2 separate regions of the Bos taurus genome follow, and region 2 is linked to region 1. The links are chromatin contacts, called in public Hi-C maps. All regions are on one chromosome and are shown on one strand. Each heading gives the region's core, a stretch centred on a gene start, on an enhancer-like site or on the middle of the called end of the contact. The rest is flanking DNA. Distances are from core to core; before and after follow the strand shown.

Evidence for each region. Hi-C and Micro-C count contacts between places; a contact is called where the count stands out from the background.
Region 2: a contact with region 1 is called in a Hi-C map of an unstated tissue, with 6 times the contacts expected there. The contact joins the promoter of GSG1 here to the enhancer-like site in region 1. A contact is called at or near these places in 2 of 11 Hi-C or Micro-C datasets (skeletal muscle and an unstated tissue).

The regions. Positions count from the first base shown.
Region 1 is chr5:96,634,236-96,641,227 of ARS-UCD2.0, reverse strand. EMP1 (epithelial membrane protein 1) reads left to right here. Exons shown (of 6, transcript XM_010805480.4): 3 at 3,396-3,508; 4 at 5,510-5,606; 5 at 5,707-5,847; 6 at 6,761-6,992. The coding sequence starts at 3,431. The coding sequence ends at 6,927. Among named protein-coding and RNA genes, the nearest start is that of EMP1, 16 kb to the left of the region's middle. Within about 2 kb of position 2,282, at least 9 of the 102 cell types and tissues checked have an H3K27ac peak or open chromatin away from gene starts, as enhancers often do.
Region 2 is chr5:96,764,078-96,770,766 of ARS-UCD2.0, reverse strand. GSG1 (germ cell associated 1) reads right to left here and starts at 4,477. Exons shown (of 6, transcript NM_001428283.1): 1 at 4,251-4,477. The coding sequence starts at 4,298.

The DNA.
Region 1 (6,992 bases), core at 1,033-3,532:
AAAAGATGGAGAAGCTACTACCTGTGTTATGTGATAGCTCCAGTAAACAGCTTCTACTTCTGGCTGGATACAACAGCCAAAAGCAGATAGAATTGTGTGTTCTGTGCACTAAGAACACTTGCTAATTCAAGGTATTTTGCTCCTTTTTTTGGTGGAAAGATATAGTGTGATTCAGTTCAGTTCAGTCTCTCAGTCATATCTGACTCTCTGCGACCCCATGGACTGCAGCTTGCCAGGCTTCCCTGTCTGTCACCAACTCTTGGAGCTTACTCAAACTCATGTCCATCAAGTGGGTGATAACATCTAACCATCTTGTCTTCTGTTGTCCCCTTCTCCTCCTGCCTTCAATCTGTCCCAGCATCAGGGTCTTTTCCGATGAGTCAGTTCTTTGCATCAGGTGGCCAAAGTATTGGAACTTCAGCTTCAGCATCAGTCCTTCCAATGAATATTCAGGACTGATTTCCTTTAAGATTGACTGGTTTGATCTCCTTGCTGTCCAAGGGACTCTCAAGAGTCTTCTCCAACACCACAGTTCAAAAGCATCAGTTCTTCAGTGTTCAGCTTTCATGTTCCAACTCTCACATCCATATGTGGCTATTGGAAAAACCATGGTGCGATTACAGAAATCTAAATACCCTGAAAGAAAATTGCTATCTTGCTTGATCTCCTCACCCACTCCTGCCTGAACCTCACAGGGGAATAGTGATCAGGTGGGGCTGTGGTTTTAGATAAGAAGTGAGAACTGGTGGGCAGGAAAACTCGTGTATGTGGAGTGATGGAGGTGGTGGTGAGGCAGTAGACTAGCCAAGGGGGATGAGCAGGGTATTTGGAAAGCATGAATGTTCAAATGATCAAAATGGAGAGTGTGAGCAGGGGCAAAAAGAATCAGGCTCAACACTGGAGGGTTACAGAGCAGTCTAAGGAGACAGAGAATTCTGCTGGATCCCCAGCAGTGTGTCAGAGAGGAAACTCCTAACATTCTCCTTGACCTCATATAGGAGGCCTTGCTTGGTGTACTGTATTCCGTCTCTGGCCCCTCAACCCCTATTAGGAGCAGGATGTTTGTCAATTAAAAGCAAAGGAAAAAAAAAAAAAAAAGTCATTTCTATAGCCCAAGGAGGATTAAGCACAATCTCGTTATATAATGTTTTAATTTCCTGCATTCAGAGAATTAATTCAGGCCTGTTCCCTTCCCTGTAAGGGGTGAGATCAGGATCTAGTGATGGTGTGAGTCTGGGGGGAGTGGGGAGGGTGACCAACACAGGGATGGGAAGAGTCAGTTTCTCCTCTTCATCCCCAAGGGTGGTCCTTAGTGGTCCCTCCCTGCAAGGAGCAAGGATTAGGTGTAGAGATAATTTCTAAGGGGAGCAAAATGATTTTATTCACACTGCCCTGTGACCCCAACAGCAGGTATCCTATTGCTTCACATGGGGCAGCCTGGTGAATGGATGACTCAGTTGCTGCTCAGTTTCATATAATAGCAATAACAATAACAGTAACAGTAACCCCATTAGTATCTGCCAAGCCCAAGCACTGTGTTGGGAATTCTCCGTCTAGGATTAAATGTAACACTGTACGATGAGCATTGCAACCCCCACCTTCCATAGGAGGGAACTGACACCTGGAGGTCCAACAACTTTATGTGATTCTAACTCGACCTGTGTCTAATTCAAAAATCTCCTTTCACTGTGCATTAAAGTCAAGCAGAAAATTGAGGAGGTGTGATTTAGGAGGTGTGCAAGGATCTGAGAAAAGCAAAAATGCACCGGAATGTATGGGGAGATTATGAATAACAGGCACGAAAGCTCTAAGCTCTGTCCTGAAGCCAAGCAGTAAACATCATCATTTTGATCATTCACAATTGGAGAAATTTCTACAGAAAGAGTCTGGGTGGTAGGGAAGTGCTTAGATGGCGAAGGAGGGTGGGAGCGGTTGGAATGGGTCAGGGTGGGCAGTGGAGGCCAGTGTCTGCCTTTCATTCTTGGCTTGTCAACAGCAACCTCCTCCTTCCCCCCACCAGGGTACAGTAGATCATTCTGGATTTGGAGTGCCTGATGAGGAAAGGGACAGATCAAAAGCACTGGAAGTGTTGCAATGGTCATATCCACGCTCTCCAATAAGTACCCTGTCTGAAGTGGAAGGGACTCAAGCTCAAAGCTTTAATTAAATGAGGTGGAGGGAGAGAGAGAGAAATGGGACACAGTTACTGGATGTGCACAGCCATCTCCTCCCTGGGAGGGGACAGCCACACATCCACCCTCCCTAGGGTGTGAGTAACATGAGCCCTTTCCTTCTGAAGTTCCAGCAAGCCTGCACCGCCTCTTAACTGTCTTGGGTGTGACAAAGCATTCCTGCCACTGTCATCAATCAAAGTGGCCGCCCCCTCATGCATCCTTCACACTTCCTCTATTCTAGGCTTGATGATCCATGGGCTCCCCTCTTCACTTCTGCTGAGATGATGACTGAATGCTTCCATTTACCCATGCACATTCTTAATCTGTTAGTTCCCCATCCTCCCATCCACCGTGTGATGGATGCATCTGCTGATGGGCTGTACTGAGTCCAGAAGGATTGGCATTTGGGTAAATGTCACACACAAGCCAAAGGCACGTTTGATCCCTCCCGCTGCATCCAGCCCTCAGAACTGTCATACTGAGTCGTAGGAAATATAATCCTCTGCCCCCAGACCAAAAGCAGAGTCCCTGCCATGATGTAGCCCAAAGACTCAGGTGCAACACAAGTCTTAAATATTCCACTGGTAGATGATCAGACCATTAAACTGTAATTGGGTTGTTATAACTATTGAATATCCAACAGCATTATTATAGTGGAAGTTGTGGCTCTCACATTTTATATTTCATACGGGATCAAATTAGTAGCCCATTTGGTCTCTGGGCATTGAGTAATAGCTGCCAGTCTTAGGAAGGCATCCGCTTCAATTAAAATCGCTGGGTGAGCAGTTTGATAGAAGTGTGGACAACTTCCCTAATGGAAAATGCAAATTTATATGACATTGTTGCATAGAGACCTGAAATGACAGCTGTGAAAGGCCTTTAAAAAACCAAAATCCTACTTTTGACCTGTACAATGCAAACAAAATAATAACAGTTACCATAAAATTTTTCCTGTTTTGAAACAGGCTGTATTAGAGGGATGAATATATAAATATCTGAGGTAGAATTTTCTTTCTGTTTAGATCTATGTAAACAGATGAACAGGCACTTGGGGAACTGGGCTAACTAATTAGGTGTTGGCAGGAATTTATGGAATCATGATGATTTTTACTGTAACTCCTCTTGATTTCAGCAGAGAACCCACCCACCTGGGAAAGCTGAAATAACGCATTGAATGAGAGTAACCTCTCCTTTGTCTTTCGTGTTCTCCTTTCTTTTCAGAGCTCTCTTCACCCTCAAGCCATAGAAAAGCCAAGATGCTGGTGTTACTGGCGAGTATCTTTGTGGTCCACATTGCCACCGTCATCATGTTATTCGTTTCTACCATTGCCAACGTGAGTCCTGTTCTTCTGTTCATTCATTCATTTGGAAGTTATTTGAATATTTACACTAAGTGCTACAAAAGATGTTTAAGCCATTGTGAATTTACAGCTTAGTTGTGGAAAAAATTAAACACATACTTGCACTTCAAACAACTAAATATTAATAACAAGTGTCTAAATGAATGATCTCGCCAGGTTGGAGAATACAGTGAGGCTTCTCAGGGGAGGTGGAGCTTGGAGGATGGGTAGATGGGTGGGGTTTCTCTCTGCTAGAGATGCAGAGTGAAAGGAACTTGGGAAGCATTCCAGGAGGTGTGCCCAGCCAGGGAGTACAGGTGGGAGGGACAGGCTTTGTTCAGGACGTAATGAAGACACCATGCGGCAGGCCAAACTTCCTTCTGCGAACCTTGATTAGAAGGAGAAATGGGAGTGAGATGATGAGATGCTTTGGTGGTCCGACCAACAAATACAAGTTTTGAGCAGAGAGTAGCATGTGAGAGTGCAATTATGCAAGATTAACCACGTTTGCCTGAATTAACTAAAAAAAAAAAAAAAAGACTAAAAATACAGAGTAAGCCATAGGCTCTGCTCTCTGAATCTGGGGCTACTCTGACCTCTAGTGGTAGTTTGCAGAGTCCAGTTTGCTTTTCTCGGAAAAAACAAAAACAAGACAACTCCTTGGACCTAAAAACCAAGGCCATGCATCACTAGATAAACAGATATGATCCCGGAATCTCTGTGGGTCCTTGTTACAGTTGAAGGATAATGGGTTTTAAATTTCAGAGAGAAGAGTTTTACCAGCATCGGTGGGTACGATTATAAACAAGAATCAGTGAGACATCACTGTGATGACAGACCCCTCGCCGTGTGGACTCCTCCAAACTTGAATTTAGTGTTCTGTACAACCCCCTCCCCCACCACCGAGTCTCTCAGTTTACCAGGTCCAGTAAATGGCTTCAAACTGTTTTAATGGATGCCCAGTGCTGAAATCTGAATTATCAGCCTCTAACATGGGGCTGAACACACAGCTGCTTATTAAGTCAAGAACAGGCAGGCGATTGGACATCCTGGCCCTGCTTTTCCAGTAACCCACATGAACAGACACTCTGTGTGGACAGGGCTGGGCGTTTGCTTTTCATCCCAGAAGGATAACTGTTTCTCTTGGGCCTGGAAGGAGGGGGCGCTGGCACTGTGGTGAGCCTCGGTGAATACATATTGGGTCGTTTTTCTACTTTCAGCTACCCCCACAGGATAGCTCTGACTGGACTATGTTATTATGAAATTACTTTTCATGTTGTGGCAATCAAGGTTTATCCTTCTATTTAGATGAACGTGGCTTATTGATCTCCCAGTCTCAAGGCTGTTTTCTTTGCTGCCTTTATGTTTCTTCCTTTTTTTCCAGTTGATCATTTTTTCCTTAGCTTTTTTCACCTTCTTTGCCAGGCCCTTTATTGGAAACAGTCTTGGTAGGGTGTATGAATTGTACATCTTTAAAATCAATTTCCTCACGCAGGGTTTCCGTTTCTTAGAGCCTTAGAATGATTTAAAAAAAAAAACCCAAAAAACCCAATGGTTGAATTAAATCTTTCTTTTTTAAGTAATGAGAGATGTGAAGTCCAGAGAGTGAGGTAACTTCTCCTCGGTCGTACATTCTTCTTTCTCTTTTTTTCTTGGGACCTCTGCGACTTCAGTTTTAGCAAGACGTTATTTCCACCTAGAAATGAGCTTCTTAGCCGTGTTTATGGCTAAATATGGCATCTTCCATAAGATTTAGTCTAGACACAAGTTGATGATTGTTTCTTTTTCTTTCAAGCCAGGGAGTTAGTTTTTAAACAGTTTTTTAAATTTCTTTTTTTTTTAAATTGGACTGTAGTTGATTTACCATGTTGTGTTAGCTTGAGGTGTACAGCAGAGCTAATCAGCTATACATATACATATATCCACTCTTTTTCAGATTCTTTTCCCACCTAACAGAGTACTGAGAAGAGTTCCTTTATGTCTTTTTGATTTCAGGTCTGGGTGGTGTCAGATTTGGGAACAGGATCAGTAGGTCTTTGGAAAAACTGTACCTCTGGTGGCTGTGGTGACAACCTTTCCTACGCTGGTGAAGGTACGTGCCAAGATATTGTACCCAGTGCCCTTGAGGAATGGCCAGCCCCTTGGGGACTGGGTAGCCTGACATCCTCACTCCCCCTGCCCTCTGTCCACAGATGCCCTCAAGGCTGTGCAGGCCTTCATGATCCTGTCTATCATCTTCTCCGTCATCTCCCTCGTGGTCTTCGTGTTCCAGCTCTTCACCATGGAGAAAGGCAACCGCTTCTTCCTCTCCGGGGCCACCATGCTGGTGTGCTGTGAGTATCAGCTTACTCAGAAAAAGCTTTCCTGTAGATCTTACCCTGGGGGCTCTCAGTGGCTTGAACAGCTGAGCACTAGGAGCAGTGAAACTGCCTTGTACAATTTACTGGCTTGGTTATTTGTGCTCCTGGGGAGAACCCCTGATAGCTACTTGAAATAAGAACCCTCATCAGCTTCACTGTTTAAACCTGGGGCTCCTGGGCAGACACCAAGGAGCCGGGGTCTGCCCAGCTGTAGCGCTTGTATGGGTTCGTGCTCAGTCACTCAGTTGTGTCCGACTCTGTGACCCCATGGACTGTAGCCTGCCAGGCTCCTCTGCCCATGGGATTTTCCAGACAAGAATACTGGAGTGGGTTGCCATTTCCTCCTCCAGGGGATCTTCTTGACCCAAAGATTGAACCTGTGTCTCCTGCAATGGCAGGTGGATTCTTTACCACTGAGCTACCTGGGAAGCCAGAGCTTGTATACAAGACAGTTGAAGGGGCAGGGGATGTGGGAGTCCTTAGATAGATGAAATTGCTGATGGCCATTGCCTCTCTCCCAATACACCACACAGTTTGATGGAAGGTGTATTCTTTTGCATCCCCCAAGGGCAGCCTGTCCTTGTGTGCTGGGGTCTAGATGGGAAAGCCAGTGGAGAGGAGGTGGGGAAGACCAGAGAAGCTGTGTTTTACTTCACAGCCACACAAACCAGTGCAGGTGTGAGAACTCAAACACCAATGGTACAGCAACATAACCATCAAGCCTGGTTCGGGGCCAATCAACAGAACCACCGCTGGGGGCCAAATTTCAGATTTCATTTTCCCATCGCCCACGAGGAACATAGGATCTTTCTAAAGTTATAAATCTTTTTCTCGCTTTGAATGTTAAGAAACCAAACCAACAGTGAATCATTTCTCCCCACTGCAGGGCTGTGCGTCATGGTGGGGGCCTCCATCTACACTCATCACTATGCCAACGGCTCTATAAACAACTACGAGCCGAGTCACCACGGCTATTCCTTCATCCTGACCTGGATCTGCTTCTGCTTCAGCTTCATCATCGGCATCCTTTATCTGGTCCTGAGAAAGAAATAAGGCTGAACACATTTACTGGGGACCTGGGGGGTGGGGAGGAGGGAGCCCTTGAATTTGGGAGGGGA
Region 2 (6,689 bases), core at 3,228-5,727, 130 kb before region 1:
GATACCTCCACAGGGATGTACGTGCAACTGAACATTTGTGACATCACAAAGCCAAGGGCTGGGACCAACCTATCCCTGCTAAGGTCCTCAGTTACTGTGCCCTGCACTGTCCAAAACCACATTTACTAGGTATGAAAAAAAGAGAAATTGATCTTGGGACACCCACACATACTTTGTAAACAGGAATTCAATTTGGTTTGTGACTACTCTGGCGATTAGAAGTGATTAAAACAATGGGTTAGAATGCTGAGGTGCTGAACCAGTTCAGTTCAGTTCAGTCGCTCAGTTATGTCTGACTCTTTGGGACCCCACAGACTGCAGGCCAGGCTTCCCTGAACCAGGGAAGATTGTAAAGCACAGCCCTTCCCTCAGGTCCAAGCCTGGGCTATGGATTCCAGGTTTTGTTTTTTTTTTTTTTTTTTTAATTCTCACACATATCCATTTTGGCATCTTGTCCCGAGAAAGGTTTGTTTGGAACAGTTGTTCACTCACTCACTCGTGTCCGACTCTTTGCCACCCCATGGACTGCATTACACCAGGCTTCCCTGTCCTTCACTATCTCCTGGAGTTTGCTAAACTCATGTCCATTGAGTGGGTGGTGCTATCCAACCATCTCATCCTCTGTTGTCCCCTTCTTCTCTTGCCCTCAATCTTTCCCAGCATCAGGGTCTTTTCCAACTAATTGGCTCATCACATCAGGTGGCCAGAGAATTGGAGAATCAGCTTCAGCATTAGTCCTTCCAATGATATTCAGAGTTAATTTCCATTATTTTGGGACATAGATAGTATACTCTCTGTCCTCCCAGGAGTCAGATTTCTGACTCAGGCCCTATTAACTAATTCTTTTCTGTTACTAAGTAGACGAAAGGTTGCAATACAGTGTAAAGGTTTCAGTTGTTATTGGCTCTGGTCTACACTGCTCTATTCTGTGTGCCTTCTCCTGTAACTCATCACATGGTTTACTTGGCTGGTCTGTTCACTTGACTAACTTTCTAGATACAGTGGCAACTATGTCTTATTCATTGTTGATCCTCAGAGCCTAGCCCTAACAGCCACAAATGAATGGAATGAATGAATGAAGTGCATAATGGAAACCTGGCTCACAAATACAATTAGGAAGACCATGGCTGAAGATAAGATCTTAAAGAAGTGTCCAAACAGCCTTCTATGGTGAAAGGGACAGGGATCCTCCTGCTTCACATACGAAAGAGCAGGGAGAAGTTGCAAAGAGGGTCCACAGACACACCCTAGGCCTTTCTACACAGGAGCACCCTGAGTTTCATCAAACAGACCCTGTGCCAATACGCTTCCTCCCACCTGTGGAAACATTCCTGCTGTTTGACGCGCCAAGCCCAGAAAACAGCAGTGATCTCACAAGCAAGTATTATCTTCAGTTCACAGAGACCGGGGTACAATCAGATTGTTCATAAGCCAGTGACAGTCTGGAAATGTTATGTCCTTTCCCAAGCCCTGTGATTCCCTCCTGGTTGGAGCCCTTTCGGATGGTAGATCGCGAATGTCCAAAGTTCTGAGGTTCTGTAGCCTTTATTACAATTATTACTTCAATGCCTCACACATGACACATTTACTAAGGATGATTAGCAACGTTGGCTCAGGACATTTTGATATCCGCTTCCCAGCCCTAATGGGAAGTCTAACATCACTAAAATGCCCATGCCGAGTGTCCAAAATACTAAAGCCACTACAGGACATTGAGCTCTGGGGTTTCCCAGCTTCAGGTTAATTCCTAATGTAATCATGCTTTATGTTCACATGGGCCCAGACACTCACAGAATAAGAAAAGGACTCCAGTTTTCCTAATACGGGTCCCGAGTTCTGGGAACACCTACTTCTGTGCAGTGGGGAGGGCCAAAGAAAATCATTTGCGGGGGCTCTCCTCTCTGTGGCTTTTCCCGTTCCTCTTTTTAATGGAATTGTTTGAGGGCTTTTGCGAATGCAGTCATTTCCAGGAGAGGAAGCCGCCTTCTTTCATGCCTCCAGCAGCTGGAGTGAATCAGAGGGGTAGTCCCATCTGGGCATCCTGTGGGGCAATCGCTCACGCGGGGGTGACGGAGCTCTCGGGGGACTGCTGGGGCGGGGCGGGGGTGGTGGGGTGTCGGGCACAGACTGGCGGGGCAGGGGCCTAACGGGAGTGGCCTCTCAAGGGGTGCCCCGTTTGCATCCGGCATGCGCGCCCCACCCCGTCCCTTCCTTCTCTGCCCTCTCCCCCGACTTCCCCCGGCAGTCGCAGAGCCGGAACGTCGGGTTAGTTCCCGCGGGCCTCCTCCCATCCGCTAGTAACACGCCCGCCCTCGGTTTACTACGGCGCCCGGTCGCCTAGCAACGGGAGAGCGTTGCCAAGGTGACGCTTGGAGCCTGTTTTGAATCGTTTGGCTAGGCCCAGCCCAGCGGCGGAGCGCCGGGATGTCCCGAGCGGGTGGGGCTCCCCGCCCGGGGCCTCTCTATCTTCCTGGGGGGACGGGGACGGCGTCCCGAGGGTCCTCCCAGGCGGGGTGGGCAGAGGGAGTGCGGAGATCCCCGTTCATCCCCCTGAATTCCGCTCACGAGCCGGTGGGCAGAGGGTCGGGAGGAGCTGAAACCCAAGTCTAAGGTCTCCGCGCACCCTGCCCCCTCCCCCTAAAGGTACGCCCCGGCTCCTGTTCTGCAGAAAGGTCTTGTCTCTGCCTCATTTCGTGGGTCCGAGAGACGGAACTTCGAGGCCACCAACCCACAGCAGATCTGAATTCTAGTCCCTGCCCCACCCCATGACTCTAAAGATTTTGGCCAAGTTCCCTAACCTCCTTGAGCGACTGTTTTCTCGGAGGCGAATTAAAGAGAGTTGTCCTCCTCGGTTACGCCGTCCCTCTCCTAGACGGTTTGGCAGTTCTTGCCTGGAGAATCCCAGGGACGGCGGAGCCTGGTAGGCTGCCGTCTATGGGGTCGCACAGAGTCGGATACGACTGAAGCGACTTAGCAGCCACGGACGTTTAATCCTCACTACCCGGAGAAGTCAGAACCCCAGTGTCTCAAGGCCACACGCTCGTAATCGCAGAGTCAACTTGGAAACCACCTGAGTCAAGGCCAGGCCGCCCCTCGGTCAAGGCGAAGCCTGGTCACCCTTACCCGTGGCCCAGTTATGAAAGCGCACTCAGAATGAGGCAACAGATTGCCTCCTTTAAACTTCACAGGTGTATACTGATAAACGGACTCTCCCATCATTTCCTCTGTATCTCTCCTCGTAAACCAATAAATTTTTTTTTTCCACTACGGCTAGTCCTAGCTGTATTCACTTCTGAGGGTTGGCCTATTCATGATATAATCGCTTAGGGAGATTCTGAACCAGGGAAGTGGGCTGAGCCCAATAATCTGGTGGTTCTTCAGAACTGTGAGCTCTTTTCTGAGGCTCCAGAAGTGTCTTTTTTTTTTTTTTTTTTAAGAAACTCCTTTTCTTCAGATATCTCTCACTTCCAGCCCATAAACAGCGCACCACATTGCTCTGTGTGTGTGTATTTTATTTCTCAAGCTAATTGTAAGTTTCATTTTTCTCCCCTGCGAAAGGTAAGATATAGGAGAGTGAACATCATTTTTTTTGTTTGTTTGTTTTTAGTAACCCTGTGAGCTGCAAGTTGGGAGTTGCCAACTTTCTCAAAATGGAAGGCAAGTCACTTCCAGATGTGCCTTCTCCACTAAACAAGCCAAGATATCTTTGTTGGCTGTGAGTGTCTTTCTGGGTCTGGAAGTGTCTCTGCAGATTCTGAGACCGGGAAGAGCCCAAGATTGTGCCGTCCTTTCTTAGTTCCAGCAGATTTTGGATTGGAGCTGGTCATGGGAATGCCTCAGCATCTCTTTCAGTTCACTGGAGTGATAGTTTATCACTGCTATCACTTCCGTGCCACTGGGCCTTTGCCAGGGACTAGATTTTGTAGTAGAAATCATACAGATGGAGAGGGAAAAAAGACCTAGAAGGCATTAAGCTGCCCTGGGAGCAGAGGAAAGGTGTGATAAGAGACAAAGGAGGAAGAAATGGAAGTTTTAATAGATGATGAAAGAACAAGAGGCCAAGGTAGGGCCATCACTGGGTTTATCAAAAAAAACTGGGCTCAAGTAACACATTTTTACTCCATTTCAGATAATCCTACCGAGTGTTCTCAAGCTCCTTACGATGAGTTTGTATAACCCATATTACACATCCAATAGTAAGGGGACTACACATGAGATAGTCATGAGATTTCAAAATTTAAGGTACCTACCTTCTGGGTGAGACAAACATTTTGAATCAGCTGAGAGGAATTGCTCATTCACTTTTGAAGTTATGAGGCAGAGGGGTTTCAGTGTTTCTTCTGTTATGTCTTAATTGGTTGCATGGGATGAACCTTGAGTGTGAAGATGAATCAGAGCCCCTCTTGCCAGCAGAGGGGTCAGGTGGTATGAGGTAGGCTGGAGAGGGTGTCCTCTCATAACCAGGACACGCTGGGGTGGGGCTGGCTGACCCAGGAGGCTGCCTCTGTGACATCACAGTGGCAGGCAGGGGTCTCCCTGCCGCTCACTCTGCCTCCTGCCCCCACCCTCAGAAGGACTGGGGCCACTCTGGGGTTACCGCCCAGAGGCCAGCATGTCTCTTGTGTCCTCCAGATCTTATGCTTTTATTGCTGTGCATAAGAATCACCTGGGCATCTTAGTAAACTATCAGCTTCTGAAAGTTGGGAATGGCTCCCATGGGACACTGACCAGCCCTCACAGGGCTGTAAGACCTTAGACCAGTGCTGTCCAAGAGAAATGCGATATGAGCCACAGATGTAATTTAAATTTTCCCAGTAGCCACATTAAAAAAAAAAGTAAAATTGAGACACACACTACAATCTAACAATGATATTTTATGCAGTGCTGTTGTTGATGTCAAAGGCAGGCCTCCCTCAAACAATAAAGTTGAGTCCAATGGAAAAAGTACGCTAGTAAATGTTCTAGTTCATTTAGACTAGTTTGCTATTTTAATAAGTACATAACGAGGATTTAGGAGCTTCTATTAAAAAATATTATTTTATTTATGGTTGTGTTGGGGCTTCGTTGCTGCTGGTGGGCTTTCTCGAGTTGTGGCAAGTGGGGGCTGCTCTCTAGTTGCAGTACGTGGGCTTCTCATTGCCATGGCTTCTCTTGTGGCAGAGCACAGGCTCTCGGGCACATGGCTTAGCAGTTGTGGCTCGTGGGTTCCAGAGCTCGGGCTCAGTAGCTGTGGTGCACAGGCTTAGTTGCTCTGCGCCATGTGGGATCTTCTGGGACCAGGGATGGAAACTGTGTCCCCTCCATTGGCAAGCAGATTCTTAACCACTGGACCACCATGGAAATCCTGCTTCCATTTTTAAAATGTAAATTGAAATGAAATAAAATTAGAAATCCAGTGCCGCAGTTGCACTCCTCCAAGGGCTTAAAGAGCTTGGTAGCTACTGGATAGCTCAGCTCTGGAGTATCCCCAGAGAAGGTCATGATGGACAGAAATTAGCACTCAAAAGAACTAAGAAACTAGTAGATATTCACTAATGTTATTTTAATAAGTACATAATGAGGATTGGAGCTGTTAACACTGAGGCTTGAAGAGTGTTTTCCGACTAAGGGTCCGGCTGGGGGCTTTCTGCCCTGTGCAGTGTCCAGCTTGGTCCACCTCTGAGCTTTCACCTTGGTATCCCTCACTGAGATTCCTTCTTCTTCCTGTCACCCCACCTAAGTCCTACATGACCTTCAGGGCGTATGATCCCACCCTAAATTCCATCCAGAGTCTTGCCCTGTTATTCTAGCCATCATTTCTCTGCCCACCCTCAGAGCCTGCATTGCATGGATGGTCTCACTGTGCTATAGGGGGCTTTCTTCCACAGGCTCTCACACTGCTTGCTTTGTTTCAGGAATGTTAGCCCATCTCGCTTATGAAATTCTAAGCTGCTGGAGGACAGAACCTACTTCTTTATTTCTATTGTGCTTAATATAGTGCTAAGGGTGTAATAGCTGCTCAACATATTATTTTGTTGAATGGACTGATAGCTAAGGGAATGTCCAAGATAAAACATCAGATCTAAAAGTAGCAATAACTTGAACAAAAGGAATAATACGCCTTGTTCTTGGCACATATCAATTTGATCAAGATGTCAGGTCTCCCTAAGTTAATTTATAAATTTAATGGAACCCTGATACAAATACCAAGGAGCATTTAAAAAGAGCAAGACAGATTGATATTAAATTCCTATGGGAAAATAAATGCACGAGACTAGCTAGGAAAACACTGGAAAGAAAGAGCTCAGAGGGGGGATTGTGTGTGTGTGCTCAGTCGCACCAACTTTTTGTGACTCCTTAGACTGTAGCCTGCCAGCCTCCTCTGTCCATGGAGTTCTCCAGGCAAGAATATGGGGGTGGGCTGCCATTTCCTCCTCCAGGGGATTTTCCAGACCCAGGGACTGAGCCTATGTCTTCTGCATCTCCTGAATTGCACTGGCAGGCAGATTCTCTACTACCTTGCCATTAGACTTTATAGCATGCTTTAATATGTCAGAGGGGGATTAGCCCGAACATATGGCATGCTACAAAGCTTCTACACTTAAAATAACGTGGTACTGACTGGTGCCTGGCTAGATAAACAGACCGGTGGAAGAGAAGAGAAAGTCCAGAAATAAGCACAGCTACAAATAAACACCCAGCATCTGACA